Linked DNA regions of Gossypium hirsutum: region 2 is linked to region 1. A link is a contact called in public Hi-C data. All regions are on one chromosome and are shown on one strand. The core of a region is the stretch at or near the end of the contact, and the rest is flanking DNA. Distances in the headings are between cores, read along the strand shown.

The links. Hi-C and Micro-C count contacts between places; a contact is called where the count stands out from the background.
Region 2: a contact with region 1 is called in a Hi-C map of leaf, with 2.3 times the contacts expected there. The contact joins the promoter of LOC107912794 here to the promoter of LOC107912805 in region 1. A contact is called at or near these places in 4 of 34 Hi-C or Micro-C datasets (hypocotyl and leaf).

The regions. Positions count from the first base shown.
Region 1 is chrD11:20,814,150-20,822,088 of Gossypium_hirsutum_v2.1, forward strand. It overlaps LOC107912805, which reads right to left and starts at 3,835. Exons shown (of 7, transcript XM_016841141.2): 1 at 3,413-3,835; 2 at 2,499-2,887; 3 at 2,370-2,400; 4 at 2,165-2,238; 5 at 1,879-2,054; 6 at 1,479-1,559; 7 at 843-1,111. The coding sequence starts at 3,578. The coding sequence ends at 1,063.
Region 2 is chrD11:20,973,063-20,981,001 of Gossypium_hirsutum_v2.1, forward strand. LOC107912794 (zinc finger CCCH domain-containing protein 6) reads right to left here and starts at 4,315. Exons shown (of 4, transcript XM_016841123.2): 1 at 3,954-4,315; 2 at 1,586-1,792; 3 at 1,303-1,427; 4 at 1-1,216. The coding sequence starts at 4,013. The coding sequence ends at 139.

The DNA of each region.
Region 1 (7,939 bases), core at 2,585-5,084:
TTTTTTAAAACATTGAAATTTTAAATTTCAAAACATCAAAATAAATTGAAAAAAATTGTTGAAATTTTTTTATCCATTAATAATGCTAATCGATTTGTTACTATAATATTAAAATTAATTTGTTTAATCTCTTTTTAAATTCAATATCATATAATCAAAAGAAATTTGAGTTTTATAGACAACTAAGAAAACAATAATTCTCATTGATATATTTTTAAAATAATTTCAAAACATCAAAATAAACTAAATAAATTGTTGAAAACCTTTATTCCATTGATGATGTCAATTGATTTATTACTATAACTTTGAATCTTAATATTTAAAAAAATATATTTCAAAACCCAAATTTAGAATTTAAAATTTTCGACAATTGGATAACAAGCAAAATTTGTTTTTTTTGGTATTATTTTAGTTTCTACTGCCTTTTCATTTTAATCATTAATTTATTTTTTTACCCCAATCAATACTTAAAAAAGTTATTTATTTGTAACACGAACCGTTAATCTCTATTAGAGATTTAACGCTTGAATGACTAAAATGAAGGTGCCGTAAAAGTTAAGTGACCAAATTGCAATAATTTCATTTTGAGTAGCCAAAATAAAAGCACCCTAAAAACGAAGTGACCAGCTAGGTAATTTACACTTAGGGATATTAGAAATCTACGTATAAAACTCCATACACTATATATAGCAAATTCCAAGTGAAATAATTTGAGATGGCATTGATTAAATTTTCGATTAATAAATTTTTCGAGTTTTTCCAATTTTTAATCGGTTTTTCAGTTCCCAATTCTTTTTATCGGTTTCAAATAGTTCTAACTATTTCCGGTTATATGTCCCCAATTCAACCAGTCAAGTTATACAATCTAGCATAAAACAAAAGTTATATAAAGCTCCCCCGAGGGAACTCATAATCACAATCACAAAAAATGAATCTAAACATATAGTGAGCTTTTGGTTTTTGTTGTACATGGAAAAACAAAAAACAAAAAACAAAAAAAGGAGAGCCTGGCCAATGTACTAGAAATATCTCTCAAGAATCAAAACCTGCATTCAATGATGACTATGCAGCATTGACCGGCCCAGCGACAGTATCTCTCTGAGTCCTACACCTGTAGAAGAAAAAGTAACACCTCCAAAGGTGTGAGTTTTCCCCAAAATAAAGTGACAGATCTTCCTTCAAGGGAAGTCTGCAATGTCACCTATTGATCCCTACACTCCCAAGAAGGGTCCGGGAGCGAGGTTCATTTACTGACTCACCCCCAGCCTCATGAGATGCAAATCAAAAGATATTGTAATTTTTGCCATGTATGTTATATGCAATGATTTACGTAAATACTGTACAACAACAACAACAACAAAAAAGCCAACAGCCATTGCATTGAGCTTAAGATGCATAATTTATCAAGTAGCAAACCACTTCAGATCACAATATTTGGATAATTTATCAAGTAAAAATCCACTAATATAGCTACTGACCTATTGCATTGAGCTCGAGATGCATAGTTGTGATTGTTGCATTTTGTGCACATCCAATCTCCACTACGCCATTGCTTTGCTCTGATAAATGAAGTTAAAGCATTAGTAGATCTAAAATCAATCCTCTGAATGTCAAATTAAATATCATATTTGCAAAATATGAGAGTCAGCAGTTTAATGCAAAAATAAAACCCTGCACATAGACCTGATTGAATTTTAAACACTGTTCACGATACAGTATCAACCAAGTGACCATATCTTTAGCATACAAACGAGAGATAAGACAACTGGAAAAAACGAATGAGTAAAATACTAGATTTTCTCATCACTTATATCTATAATTTATCCTAGATCAATGACAAGCATATATATATAAGGGGCCAATTTACTCCATATTTACCCTTTTCCAAGAAGGGTTGGTGCTGCAGCTAGTTGAGGAAATGGAATTGGTAACTGCCAATTTGAAGCTGCACCAGGGTTTAGAGCGGAATAGGGAGGATATGCCCCAGATTTTGGGTCAGTATTAGCTTCTATCATTTGGTCAAACCCAGGATACAGCTGTGGCTGCTCAGTACCCTGCAGACACAGAAATGGGAAACGCAGCAGTTCATGAGTGGTCAAATGAGTCAAAGCATGCTGGATAAATAACATTGATTATAAATGCAAAACAGAAATTCAGCCCTCACATGTCCTGAATTCAATCTTTTGTTATCCCAATTATGTACAAATTCTTCAGATGCTAATCGCTTGGTTCCAAGGGCTACATACCCCAAAGGGAAAATAAAAGAGATGAAAAAAGTTAGTGGCAACAGAACCGACCAGCAGGTTGAAATTAAGCACTGGGATCAGAACAATGCGAATGTAGGTTCACAGGCCAGAAACAGAAAGTACCTCGTGGTATAGATGCATTGCAGTTTTTGCACTGCAAAAATACTAAACTGGATCAGAACCATAAGGACATTGTGTGCATTGTAGAATTTGTGACAAATGTTAAATCCAGTTGAAGCAATAAGATAATACCTGTGAACGTGAAGAGTAATTATGGAAGCCACAGTTGCACATCCAGTCACCATTTCTCCATCCTTTTGGAACAGAAAGAGACTGATTACAAGGAAACCCGGAAGTTTGGTTTCCAGCAAGAGGCCATTTAGACGCTGACTGAAGTCCACAATTATCAGCCCCCACTACAGACCAGTTGGAACTCAAAGGAAGCGAGCGCCGGGGAGCACCACTGCCTACAACTCCAACATTTATCTTTTGTTCCAGTGCTCCTAGGGCCCTGGCAAAATAATGGGAATAAGTTGGGAGAGAAGCTCCAGGGATTGCAATTGCTGGCATTGCTGCTATCTCCTTTGGTTGCCCGCACTTTTTGCACTTTTCTCTCGATGCATAATTGTTGTTAGTGCAACCTATTGATCCATTGCCACACACACCCCCAACCCACAAATGCAGCCACGAAGAGGAAAAGGAAGCCAATTATACGCACACCAAGCAGTTCATATACACATACAAAAAACACAAACCACTCAACCTAATTGATACTCATTTCCCAATCCCAACTTCATAAACCACATATTGCAAAGTCAACTTTCTCAATAATTGATATCAAAACAGTTGATTTATGGCAAGTTAACAAAACTAAATCGTAAAACAGGTTCATTAAAGCTCTCCCAAGTCATTGTTTAAGATAACCCATTGCAAATCTTTACTCAGGAAAAGCAAATATCTTATATTTACATACCCTTAATGAAATTCCAACTTATTATCAAAATTCAGAACGCAGAATCCAACTGGCCCCCGAAACCCATCTTCGATATCTATTATTAAGCTTGATGGTTGAATTAAAACATAAGAATAAAAAGCAAAACCCAGTTGAGTCAACACAAAAAAAGAAAAAAAATGAAGAGAGATTTAAAAGAGAAGTATAAACTGACCACTGCAGATCCAATCACCTATACGAGGGAGCCACTTAGAATCAGCTGGAGTTTTGGTGTCAACAAGAAGACGAGGCTGCTTACATCTGTTACAAAAGGATCTAAAAGCGTAGTTCCTGTTCTTGCATCCGCTGCACTCCCAGTCCCCTTCTCTCCCTTCTCCCATTCCTCCACCCCCCCTCTCTCTCTTTATCTAGTGAGAACTATAACCAATGAGCTTGTTGCTTTAGAAGCTGAACAAAAGGAGGGGGTCTTCTACTCGGTAGAAGAATGAAAAACTCGCTGCAAATTATATGGCAGTCTTGGGAATGAAATCGAGCATTTCAGTAAATTATTTCTCAGACAGGGTCTAAAACCAGGACACAGGAAATCAGGGCCATGAGGCTAATGTTTCTGTCTTTGGGCTATGTTTTGGTTCCATTATCATCGTCTTCTTTTTTTGGCCCAATTATTGGCAATTATGGTGGATGTTTATTGTTTAATGCTAGCGTCGAAATCCTTGGTTCGTGGCTAGACTGTTGATGTGGATGGCATATTGAAAGGATTGGTGTTTAGAGATCATCATGGGTTAGGCTATCCGGCCTGGCCACATGACTTGTTCGAAAAATAAGAAGATTCGGGTAAAAATATAAGCTCGAATTATGGGTTTGGGCAAAAAAAGAGGCCTCGGGTAAAATTTTTTTGACCCGGGCCCGGCCCGAATTATATATTAAATATATATATTTTTTATTTTTAATCAAATATACTTTCTAAAATTTAATATGCTATTTCTTTTTAAAATATGCTATTTTGGTGTTGTAAAATTTAATATGGGCCGGGCCGGGCTCGGGCTTAGTAATTTGTTTTTGAGTTGGGCTTGGACAAATTTTAGACCTATATTTTGGGTTGGGTCGGGCCCGGGCCTAGAAAACGAGCCTAAAATTTTGTTTGGGCCCGGCCCGGCCCATGACCACCTCTAGAGGTGTTACAATAATAAACTATATTCTAAATAGTAATCAACTAGTTTTAAATGCAAAATTAATCAACTTTATTTATTATAACAACATGGTAGGAATAAATAATTAAAAGAAAAAAGAAGCTATCCGGTAATTGAGATTTTTTTATCCAGTCATGATATTCGCTAAATTAGGCAATTATGCTGTTTTTTATTCCACTTTTTAGGTTGTTTTTTTTTTGAATTAAAGAAATAGATCGATTTTGTAGAGAGAGTATAAAAGCGTGCTCTCTGTAGAGGTGGCAGGAAAGAGCGTCCAACTGAACGTGCTTTTACACTATCTCTCCTAGGGTTAGAGTTTTTTAATTTTGGTAGGGTTAGGGTTTTAAAGTTTTGGGTTATGGTTTTAGAGGTAAAATTGCGAAAGTTTGTAGGTAGATTTAAGAGGTCAAGGATGCGATAACGCGCCTTAGATAACATACATTACATATGTCATGCTGGGATATGACCATTACCTCATAAACTCATCCTATGGAAGTCAGGTTTCGGGGTGACAGTGCTTGATACGATCACGGGTTGAAGTTTAAGTGGAGGTCCCAATTGGCTGCCTTGATGCGATCACAGGTTTGAGTATAACTCGAGGTTAATTGAAGGTCGTTATGCAGTCACGAGTTCAAGCTTTTTGGATACCCGCAAATGATGTCTTATATATACCATACATAAGATTGAGGTAATAATCATAGGAAAAAATAAAGGGCTTTCCGGTGTAATCAACGTAATTTTTTTTTCTATTTTCAAGCAGCCGGTATCTTTAACATTTCATTCTTATCCGAAAGCTGACACTGAAGTGGACACAAGAGAGCTCTCAGGCAGAGAGCGGGTGTTTCGACGAAAGTAGAGGTCAAACTCAGGTCGACACGATAACGATTGTAGTTATTAATGGATTGTTTAATAACGACACAGTTTTTGCCCCGAAAGGAACATCACCTTTACTCCACCGAAATAGTCGTTGCTCGTCTGAGAGTCCTCTCGTGTTTACAGCGGTGCTAACCTTCTATAAGAAAGAAGGTTAAAGATACTAACTGTGTGGAAATAGAGAAAAGAATTACACCAATTATAGCGGGATGCCCTACAGTTTTTCCCTATGATTATGACCTCAAACTTCTATATGATATTTATAAGGTAACATTTCTGGGTATCCCAAAAGTTTGAGCTTGTGGTCACATAACGACTGTAAACTGGCTCTCCCGTTATACTTTGATCCATGACTGCATAACAGTCGTCGATTGAAAACTCTATGTAAACTTCCACTTGTGACCGTACAAAGTAAAATAAATTCGCAACTCGACTTCTACAAGATAGGTTTCAGAGGTAATTGTACCATCTCGACATGATATATGAAATGTGTGAGTCTCGAAGCGATATCGCATCACCGATGACTCAAGAATACCTCGAATCAAAAATTATATAAGCGAAAAAATTTTAACACTGAAGCGGGGAAGAAAACAGAAAGAGAGAAATATTGTAAAGTGGAGGGATGAAGGCTAGGAGAGATGATATTTTTGGGATGATGCAGTATGGAGGGGGAGCCTCTTTTTATAAGCTCAGAAAAAAGGTGAGATTGCAAAGGAAAAAATCTTGTTGTCGATAACGCGTTGCAAGACTATCGTTTTCATCGAATATCTTTAAAATGTGCTTCGAATCTACAAAAAAATTGTCGGAGTTAGGTACTTTTTTTAGAATTTATGAAAATTTTAGTGAAAAGTCATCCAACTAGGCCCATTTTCCTGCCATGTCAGCATGGAAGCTTGCCCAACTAGACGAGTTTTCACTAATATTTTCATAAAGTCTGAAAAAAATACCTGACCCGAGAATCCTGGGTAAAAGCTGAAGCACATTTTGATGCGTTGAATGCCCTCTGAAGCATGCGTCTAATTTCAATAAATAATTTGTGAAACACATTTTTGAGTACTGAAGAGCGTTTCATTACCATTATTCGATGAAAGTGCTTCCTCAGAAATGAATTTTGAAGTATTCATTACCTCTCTCATTGTTTTATTTTGCTATTAAAGCATTGAAATATTCAGAACTTAGGCACGCAACAATTTTATATCAAACATCGAAGAGTTGAGTTGTGAGGGTCGTATGCATTTCTTTGGATAATCGTCTGAAGATTTTTTTTGGTTTTAAATATCTAATTTGTTTTAAATTGAAATGAGTCAACAAGTGAAATCCGTTATTTACTATGACGGTCAAATCTATAATATAGAAGTTGGGGTCGTATTTGCAAGAGCCCAGTTTGTGGAATTAGTTTTAACCGTACCATTCAATTGGGAGAACTACAGACTAGGATAATAAGAAAAGTTTGGGGTTTGAGCTAGGGAAGAATTTTGAGCTTGTAATGTAGATATCTGACATCGGTTGACCCCTTTAAGTACGAATTATTTGATGTGAAAAGCAAGCTCGAGCTGGTGACAGTCATATCATTGCATTGCTAAAGAAAAAAAAATACTATAATGGAGTTATATGTCGAATTTGTTGGGGCAGATGAAGTTGGTCTATCTTCAGCCACCGTTGCGACTAATATTGGAACCGAAGCTGAAATAGAAAGTCGTACTACATGGTTGTACGGTGGGTTCACTGGTTTGTTACAAAACATTTACTATGATGGCCCTAAAATATCAATGAGTAGACATTCTTCGATTTTCTGCACTAATTGAAACTTCAGTGGCCACTACTAGTCCGGTATGAGCATAACCCAAACCTCGACACTTGGGTTTGATATTCAATAAGTGCTTTCAATTTTAACTTTGGTAGATTGATGTCCTGGGGTGAAATCACTTATACGGGGGGCCATCAACCTACACCAATTTGCAATCCGGTGTAGATTTTACCAAACACTTGTGGTATAGAATAACCAATGACTTACTCCCTACGACCGGGTTTGACAAAAGTACATCAAACCTTTTGGTTGAAGATGACAATGAAGGCGTCGATTCGGAAGAAGATGTAGTTAAGGAAGAAAGGGCACCGAGTGCAACTGACGGATCAGAGTCAGACCCCGATCCAATCCAGCTATCCGGTCCGGATGGTTCGAAAGTAGCACTTTTTTGAACCAGAAAAGGTTTTACTTGAGTTAAAACCTTACGGTTCTGATATGATAGTCTGGACAATGCTTCAGATCTAGATCTGTAATTCAGGGCATATGAACTTCCACTCCATATGACCAACATCGATTTCTCCGTCGAAGGTGGTTAAGAGTTTCAACAGCTACCGCACAAAACACCTAATCATGCAAGCTCATCATCAGATGTCCAAGAATTGGAAGTTGGTATGGAATAACTCAAAAAAGATGTTTTTCTTACTGCACTGAAACGGTACAACTTTAAGAGCGACGTGAACTATCACATCATAAAATTTTGTTCGAAGAAATTTAAGGGAAAGTGCAATACTATATGGGAGGTGCAAATGGAAAATCATGACATCTTTTCAGAAAAGGATGAGCTTGTGGATGATAAAGAAGAATTCTGGTCTACATACTTGTGTTGCAGCAAGTACGCGATGCGATCACCCAATTTTCTAATATAATGTGT
Region 2 (7,939 bases), core at 3,065-5,564, 160 kb after region 1:
TCTTTTTTCTGGTAAAGCGCTAAAATCTCTTTTCAAAGACTAAACAAAGAGAAAAATCTATACAATCCTCGAAAGCAAAAAGAAGAGTAATTACAGCGGCAAAAAATCTCCACTTAAAAAGAAAGTTATCCGTCTTACTTATATCCTACCAGTAATTTCCCCACTTAATTTCATTCTCTTAGCACTCGGAGCTTCCAAGGTTCTCCCAGTTTGCCACTGTAATGACTTGTTATCATGCAGGTAGGGGCAATTGGACCCCTGACGACAACCCTTTGAACTGTTAAAAAACATGCACGGTTTTCGAAACTTGGTTTTCGATGCCACAGGTTTTAAGGTCTCTACAACTTTCAGGTTTTGGATGTGATTAATGTGACTTCCGGTTTGTGACATATTATGCCCTTTATCTTCTTCCTTATCTCTGCCATGTTCCCTTATCAGGTTCTTAAAATAGTTAGTATCCTTCACAGCTTGCATGGCTGTTGAACTAATGGCTGGCTGCACAGGCATCATGCTAGGAGAAGGTTGTACCTGGTTCATTGTTGTGTAAGCATTACCATTTGCTGCCCTATGTCCAGTTATCATATCTATATTTGTACTGGTTAAGGGAACCGATGACTCTACTCTCATAGGCATGGAAATGGGAACTATGTCAGCCCAAGAAGCTGGTGTACTTGACACCGGTCGGAACTCTTTTACTAAGTGGTTCGAGTTTCTGTCAGCTGGCATTTGTGGTTTTGAGCAGGGTAAAGAAGTTATCCCCGTTTCTGGCTCTGAAGTGTGTACAGGTGTACTTACCACGTTGCCATTGGCAGCAGCAACTGGATGTCCATGATCGTGGATTAATTTCTCAACTATCTTTGGATCACTAAGGATTTTAACGAGCAAATCAGTGTCTACCAAACTTCCCTGCTCTTTGGTTTTCACGACTGCTGTTAAGGCGGCCAAAGTAGCTGTCATCACATCAGAGCTTACACCAGGTAACATGTCAGGCGCCCCAGCAGCAGAACTAGGGCAATGTGGCATATTATGGGTTCCAGAGTTTGACAGACCTGGGTGCTTTAGCAATGCTACTGTCTCAAAGTTAGAGGGAGATTTTGCTTGTGCGGCAATGCCTGAAGGTACCTCTGCCTCCTCATCATCTTCAATTGGAGTTAGAGGAACAAGGGGAATTCGACTATCATCATAGCTCTCAACTTCTACATTCAGGGAAACAGGACTGCAAATATGGGATGATTGAAATTCAGTCAGATAAAGATCAAAAGGAATTACTAAAGGTTTGCAGAGGTAATAATGAAAACACACTTGGGAGGAATAACGGAGATGCGAGGATAAACTGCTTCAAGCACTCTCTTTTCTCGCAGTTTTTGAGCCTCCACTTCCTTGCTCTCTTCCCCAGCTGCAACTTGCCAGTTAAAATTCAGGGCAAACTGTTTAAATGTGACAAAAAGCAAAAAGTTAGATTTTAACGTGACACAGAAGATAAGATTAAAGGCTAATAGTCTTCCCCTCCAGTAGGGCACTAAAACTAGATGCAGAAAAAGAGATGTTTGGAAATGGATGAGAAAGAATAGATACATCTGCTTACCTTTGGAGGGCTTATCCATTGGATCCTAGGAATCTTAGCCAGATCATACTTCAATGCATTCGTGTAATGACAACCTTCAAACCCAGGGGGAAGGTCAATGATAGACATGCCACTGGGATGCGATGTCCATGACGCTTTTGCTTGAATAGCATCTTGACATTGACCACCAACCTTTGAGGGGCAATCCTCCATCAGAAACAGCTTCACCTGAGACAGTACCCAATATTAGTTCACTTTAGCAGGTTAATAATTAAGAAATCATCTAAACATAAATAAACTTTATGCACTGGTTCTAGGTATCCCTAAGAAGGGATACAAGAGAGGAAAGCCTAAAAAGACAGATTAAAGACATGCTAACTAACTGCAGAACTCAACTGAAAGCATCATAATAGTAGGAATTTGCAGTTTCCAGGTAAATATAAGCTCAAAACTCAAAATTCTGCTCACCATTGATAAGAAATTAATGCCATAACAAATTCTATTGCGACAGGATCAATGCTACCCTGAACCAAAAACTATACTAGACATCCAAACAAACCTATCGAATGAAGTTCATGTTTCAGCCAATCAGTTACCTATGAAGTTATTTATGTCATCCTTGTTTAATTTCATCAACTTTCTTAACTACTTCCCCACTCAGGTACATAAATCTATAAAGGACTATCTTATAGCCCATTAGGCATCAATTCAAATTTATGGAGTGCCTACCACAAGAACTGTCATATTAAACGCAGAGCAGAATAGGAGTAGATTTCCAAACAAATATTAGCTACCAAAAACAATTCTTCTTGCACAAAATTAACCAGACAGAATCACTATTCATATCATTGAACTAGGTGCCTAAACTGTATAAACTTATACTAGCATCCACCCAACATGTCTGCCTTCCATACAGGCATGACAAGAATTAATGAAATGAACTTGCTTGCAGGATCCTAAAGCTGTATGATCAAGTAATTGTTTAAGAATCAACCTACCACACTATTTGCATATTTGAAGTAATCAAAGATAGTAACTACAGGGAACAAAATGAAACTAACAAAGTTGAAACTCCCTGGCATTTTGAATCACTGAAACATGACAGAATCAGCACTCAACTTAGGAATACATCACGAAATCATTGCATTTCCATATAACTTTTGAAGACAAATTGCATCTATCATATACCATATCTATAGCTGGCGTCGAACTAAACAATCAAGTCTAATGCAAGCAAAATCAATTTTCTTTAACAAAGTCAACCTCATTAGGCTCATTATAATCACTGGTCAAAATTAGTTCTAGTCAACCAGTCCAGGAGCAAAACATCAGCTTCACCAAGCCCAGAATACTTCACTACTAAATTTTATACTTGACAAGAACTTAGATTATAAATACTTTACTACATATTTTCTTATGCCTAGATTATTTCAAAATACTTCACCATTTCATCAATGAAATAATGCGTGCTTAACAGTAACTTTTTATTAAGAAGTGAGCATCAGATATAAAAGTTTTATTTTTCACCATATCAAGAAGTTTTTTATATCACTATCATGCAATTTTTAAACATACCTTGTTCCTTTTAGAATTTCAGGAGGATAGAATCCAGCATAACCACTAAAGAATTAACACATAGCAAAACCTTTGGGTTTTTTTTTTTGTTTTTGTTTTTTTTGGCCTCAAAATGGCAGTGCTTATTCAAAGCTGATGAAAAAGCTCTGCTTACTAATGCCAAAGTTCTTAGAGTATATCATAATATAAAAATAGAGTTAAGATTATAAGACAAATAGGTTCCTTAAGCATCTAAATTAAGGGTAAAAAAATAGGAATATAGTCGTATGATTCAAGATTTTCTGGATAATTTAAACATAGTTTTAATTACATATAATTACAAATATATTGGGGATGATTAAATGTAATTTTGTTCTGGCTTTTGTCAAATGATTTTTAAGAGAAGCCCCAAATTCGTTTTCCAATTTTATGCCACTTTAACAAATTTTAACAAAACGATTTTTCTGGAATTCATTAATTATTCCTCTCTTTGTCATATACCATTCTTGTTTTAAGAATCAATTAAAATATTAACATTATTTTAAAACAAATGATAATTGATGGCTCTGGATGCTGCATCAGTATTTCCAAAATCAAAATTATTTTGAATCAGATTGTTAAAAGCTAACAACTTTGAATAATATTCAAGATTTCCAGTTAAAATAAATATAAATCGGTTGCAATTTTTATGAATGGAAAGGTAAAATCAAAGCTAAAAATATTATCACGAATCAAATATCAATTTAAGATTTTTCTTTTTCTTTTAAAGATCTGTTGAAGAAAAGGCAATGAAACCAGTAATGATTGATCGAAGATATAATGACGGCGGCTATACCTGACAAAGATTAACACCTGGAGCCCAAGAAACCCTGTTCGATTTCCGCGATCGCTTCATTTTTTTATAAAAAATCTCAAACCAAATATCGATTCCTTTAACGCTTGAAAAATTATCCCTACTCTAAAGATTCGACAATCGTAGAAGATAAGAAAAAATCTTTAAAAGTTCAATCAGATTAAGAACTTAATCCGATTATATATTTCAAAAACCCTTTGAAGACCCAATAGCCAGTTATTGAAAACCCTAAAAAGAAATAAATTTTTAGAGGAAAAATTATCTCGTCTCTGAGATTTTTTTTTTTTTTAAAGTTGAGAGACGCGACTTATCGAAAATAATCTGGAGAAGAAAAGAGAAAGCCCTAGACAACAGCCCTAATTTTCCTATTTATAAGTGAGGAGTCGGCGTCACACACGGAAGGTGACAGCGCATATAAATATTATTAATAAATACGAATTCAAGTGGGTCAATATCTGACGTGGATTAATATGTACGGTAAATTTAAGGTTATTTGTTTTGGTTACGTTGATGTACGTTTTTCAGTTATGGTGGATTTGTATTTTCTTAATTTTAAATCTTCTAATTGGAATATTGATAGAATTATGATTTTTTTAAAATTCAATTTTATCATTAATCTCTCTTCTCTCATACTATTTTTTACCAATACAATATTTAAATGAAAATGAAAATTGATAATATTAGAATCCATGTTTTCAAATAGTTCTTAACTTTATCTTTTTTTTGGGTAATTTATCTTTTATGATTAAATGGTTAGTGTAAATTAAATTTATAAACAAAACGGACATAGACGTACCATTAATATATTCAACAAAGTTGTGCCCTCGAAGATGACGGCTATAGTTTCTTTCAACCTTTTGATGGACCATCCTTAGGGCTGAAGACTTAGCCCATAATTACTTTTGATTTTTTATCTATAAATTTTATCCTTTAATTATTTTTTTATTAAAAGTAGTACATAACTTATTAATTTATCTTATTTATTTAAAAAAAGGTTAATATATTATTTAGTATCTATATGGGCTTCATTATTCAATTTGATATTCAAATCAAACAACATCTTATGGTTCAATAAATATTTGATACGTGTGCTCTAACAGAAAATAACATTAGTACTATTGGGACAAAATAAAAATTTTAGTACCAAATTAAATATTAAATTAAAACTTAAGTACTTGTATAGGACAAAAAAAAATTCAAGTATCACTTTTTTGTACCAAACTAAACATTTAAGCCAAACACAAGTACTAAATTGGAACAAAAAAAAATTAGGTGCCGATTTGAACATTGAAACCAAATTTAGGTTCCAAATAATATATTGACTCTTTAAAAATGTATGACTCTAATAATAACATGCTATTTGCCTCTTAGTTTCTCGCATTGTATTTCAAGATAAAAATGAGATGAAGTGATAGTTTAGAAGATACCATTGTTGACCAAAAAAAAAGTACCTAAGTGGGAACTAGTTGTATAATTTAAGGCCAGTTTTACATTTAAGTCTATATAAGGATGACTTTGAAGGGGTGGGAGTAAATGTTGTCAAATCCATAGTCGCTTCATAATTGGCACACTCTACTCTACCATCTGTCCCACTTTATCATAGATGTGTAATCTTGAAAATCAATATCACCTTCATATTCATTTCCACCTCACTCCGCCCCATCTCAATTTGATGTTTGCTAGATACTTCTATTATTTTCAATGTTTTTAAAAGCAATTAAATGTTTAAACATAATTTTTCAAAAAAAAAACCTAATATTCTCAATGTGAAGTTTATTTTTGGGACTTATTATTAAAGGGAAAAACTTAAAGAATTTAGGTTTTTATAATACATTTTGTTTTTATCCTTTTAATAATTATATATAAGAGTAAAATGATAATTTCTAATAATGTTGTGAGACAATGCAAGTAATTACTATAATCACTTTATACTCACTATAAAAAAATCCACATTTAAAATATCTACTCCATTCAAAGTGAAATCCATTGACCAATTCAGGTTTTGGCTGCCCTAAGACTATATGAAATATTCATATTGTAATGACCTCATTTTAATTGGTGTTAGAAAATGTGGTTTCAGAACTGAATTCTATAAACCGAGTTAGTGAAATTATGAATAAAAAAATTTACGTGTTTAATTTAAAAATATGTTAAGGGACAATCGAATAATTAAATTAAGAAAAATCGTTAATTATAGTATAATAATTAAATTAGAAAAAGGTATAACCGCTATTAAGTTTTAATATAGGAAATGCTTTAGGGCTGAATAAATAATTAAACCAGAAATCATTTATGATCCATGTCATCATTTAAGTGATAAGTGTGTCAACATTCTCCACTAACTTAGATGAGACCAAACCATTATCTTTAGTTTAATAATTAATTAAGTTAAAGTTAAGATTGCTTAGATGCTAATTACACCAATATATACATATAACTAGTGGGAGAGAGAAAAGAAACTTCATCTTCATCTTTTCTCCTCTCGAGACAGTAGCAAAAATTGAAGAAAAAGAAGTCTCCTATTTTCATTTCGATCCTAAATTACTAAGGTAAAAATGTTACTTTTTATTCGATTTTTGTGAATTTATAATCATCCAAACTTAGTAAGTCTTACACATGTGTTAGAATTTCAAATCATTAAGTTAAATACAAGTTGTCATTAATGGATTTTTTATGAACTTAAGCTTGAAATTGATCCACGTTTAATTATTAAGTTTAGATTTTGTTAAGATTGAATCAAAAGATAGTGAAATTAGCTTAGATTTAAAGGTTTAAGTATATAGTTAATTTTTTATATTAAGGACTAAATTGAATAAATTGAAAGCTATTAAGAAATTGTGTCATAGATTAAAAGTATGAGGTCCCTAGTGAATAAATATAAAATCAAAATTTGATTAGATGCTAAATAATATCAAAAGATACGAGCATTTCAGATATAAAGACTAAAATGAATAATATACAAATTATGTTAAATCATTGTGTTTCATGTGTTTGTGTGAAACTAATATTATTTATTATCAAATTTATCGTACGTAGTCAAAAACGACGTTAAATTTATCGTATGTAGTCAAAACGACATTAGGTAGTCTTGAGATAAAGGAAAGGCAAAAATTGTAGACGAAAAACCTATTTTTGTTTGTGCTTTCATGATTTGTTTTCAATACATAGCTTGATAAGGGTTGAATTGATTAACGTAATACTTATATTCTTGTCTCATGAAAGGTGAGCAAACTTATATTGTGATTAAATTATGAAATGTCATGAAAGTATAAACTATTACATATTATGAGAATTGACATGTAAATGATTTGATTATGACATGAAATTCCTATACAATGACTTGTGACATGAAATATATATATGCTTTGAAACAATTAATATCCTATTAACGGTCCTGGATTGAGTTGGGTATAGTTGGCGTATCATAGGATTAGTGTACGGGATTTTACTTTGATTTATACCAATGAGGCGTGGAGCGCACATTATACTTCAAACATACTGATTAGGTGCTAGGCACATTTATATATTTACTTCGATTTATACCAATGAGGCGTCAAGAGCAATATACTTCGGATGTATCGATGATGCACTGAGTGTTAATTATATTGGTGTGATGGTTGGATGATTCGTGTATTCGTCTTGAGTTTGTGTCCAGTTAATAGGGATTATAAAATATGCAAGTTGATAAATGATAATGAATATTGAATTGAATGATGATGTTGATTTTTGTATGTGTATATTATAGTATAGATAATAGCATGTGAAAGATCATGTGATATGGTTATAACAAGTGTCGAAACCACCTTTTTGAAAACAAAAAGGTTCGTAGTAGTCGACTTAAAAACGTAATTTTGGGAGTCGCCACCAATCTTTTAAAGAGGTGTGATCGGGTCACCTTGGAAACGATTTTAGGTCTACGAATTTTGAGAAAATAGGTTCGGGAGTCGGTTACGCACGAGGAAGGGTTA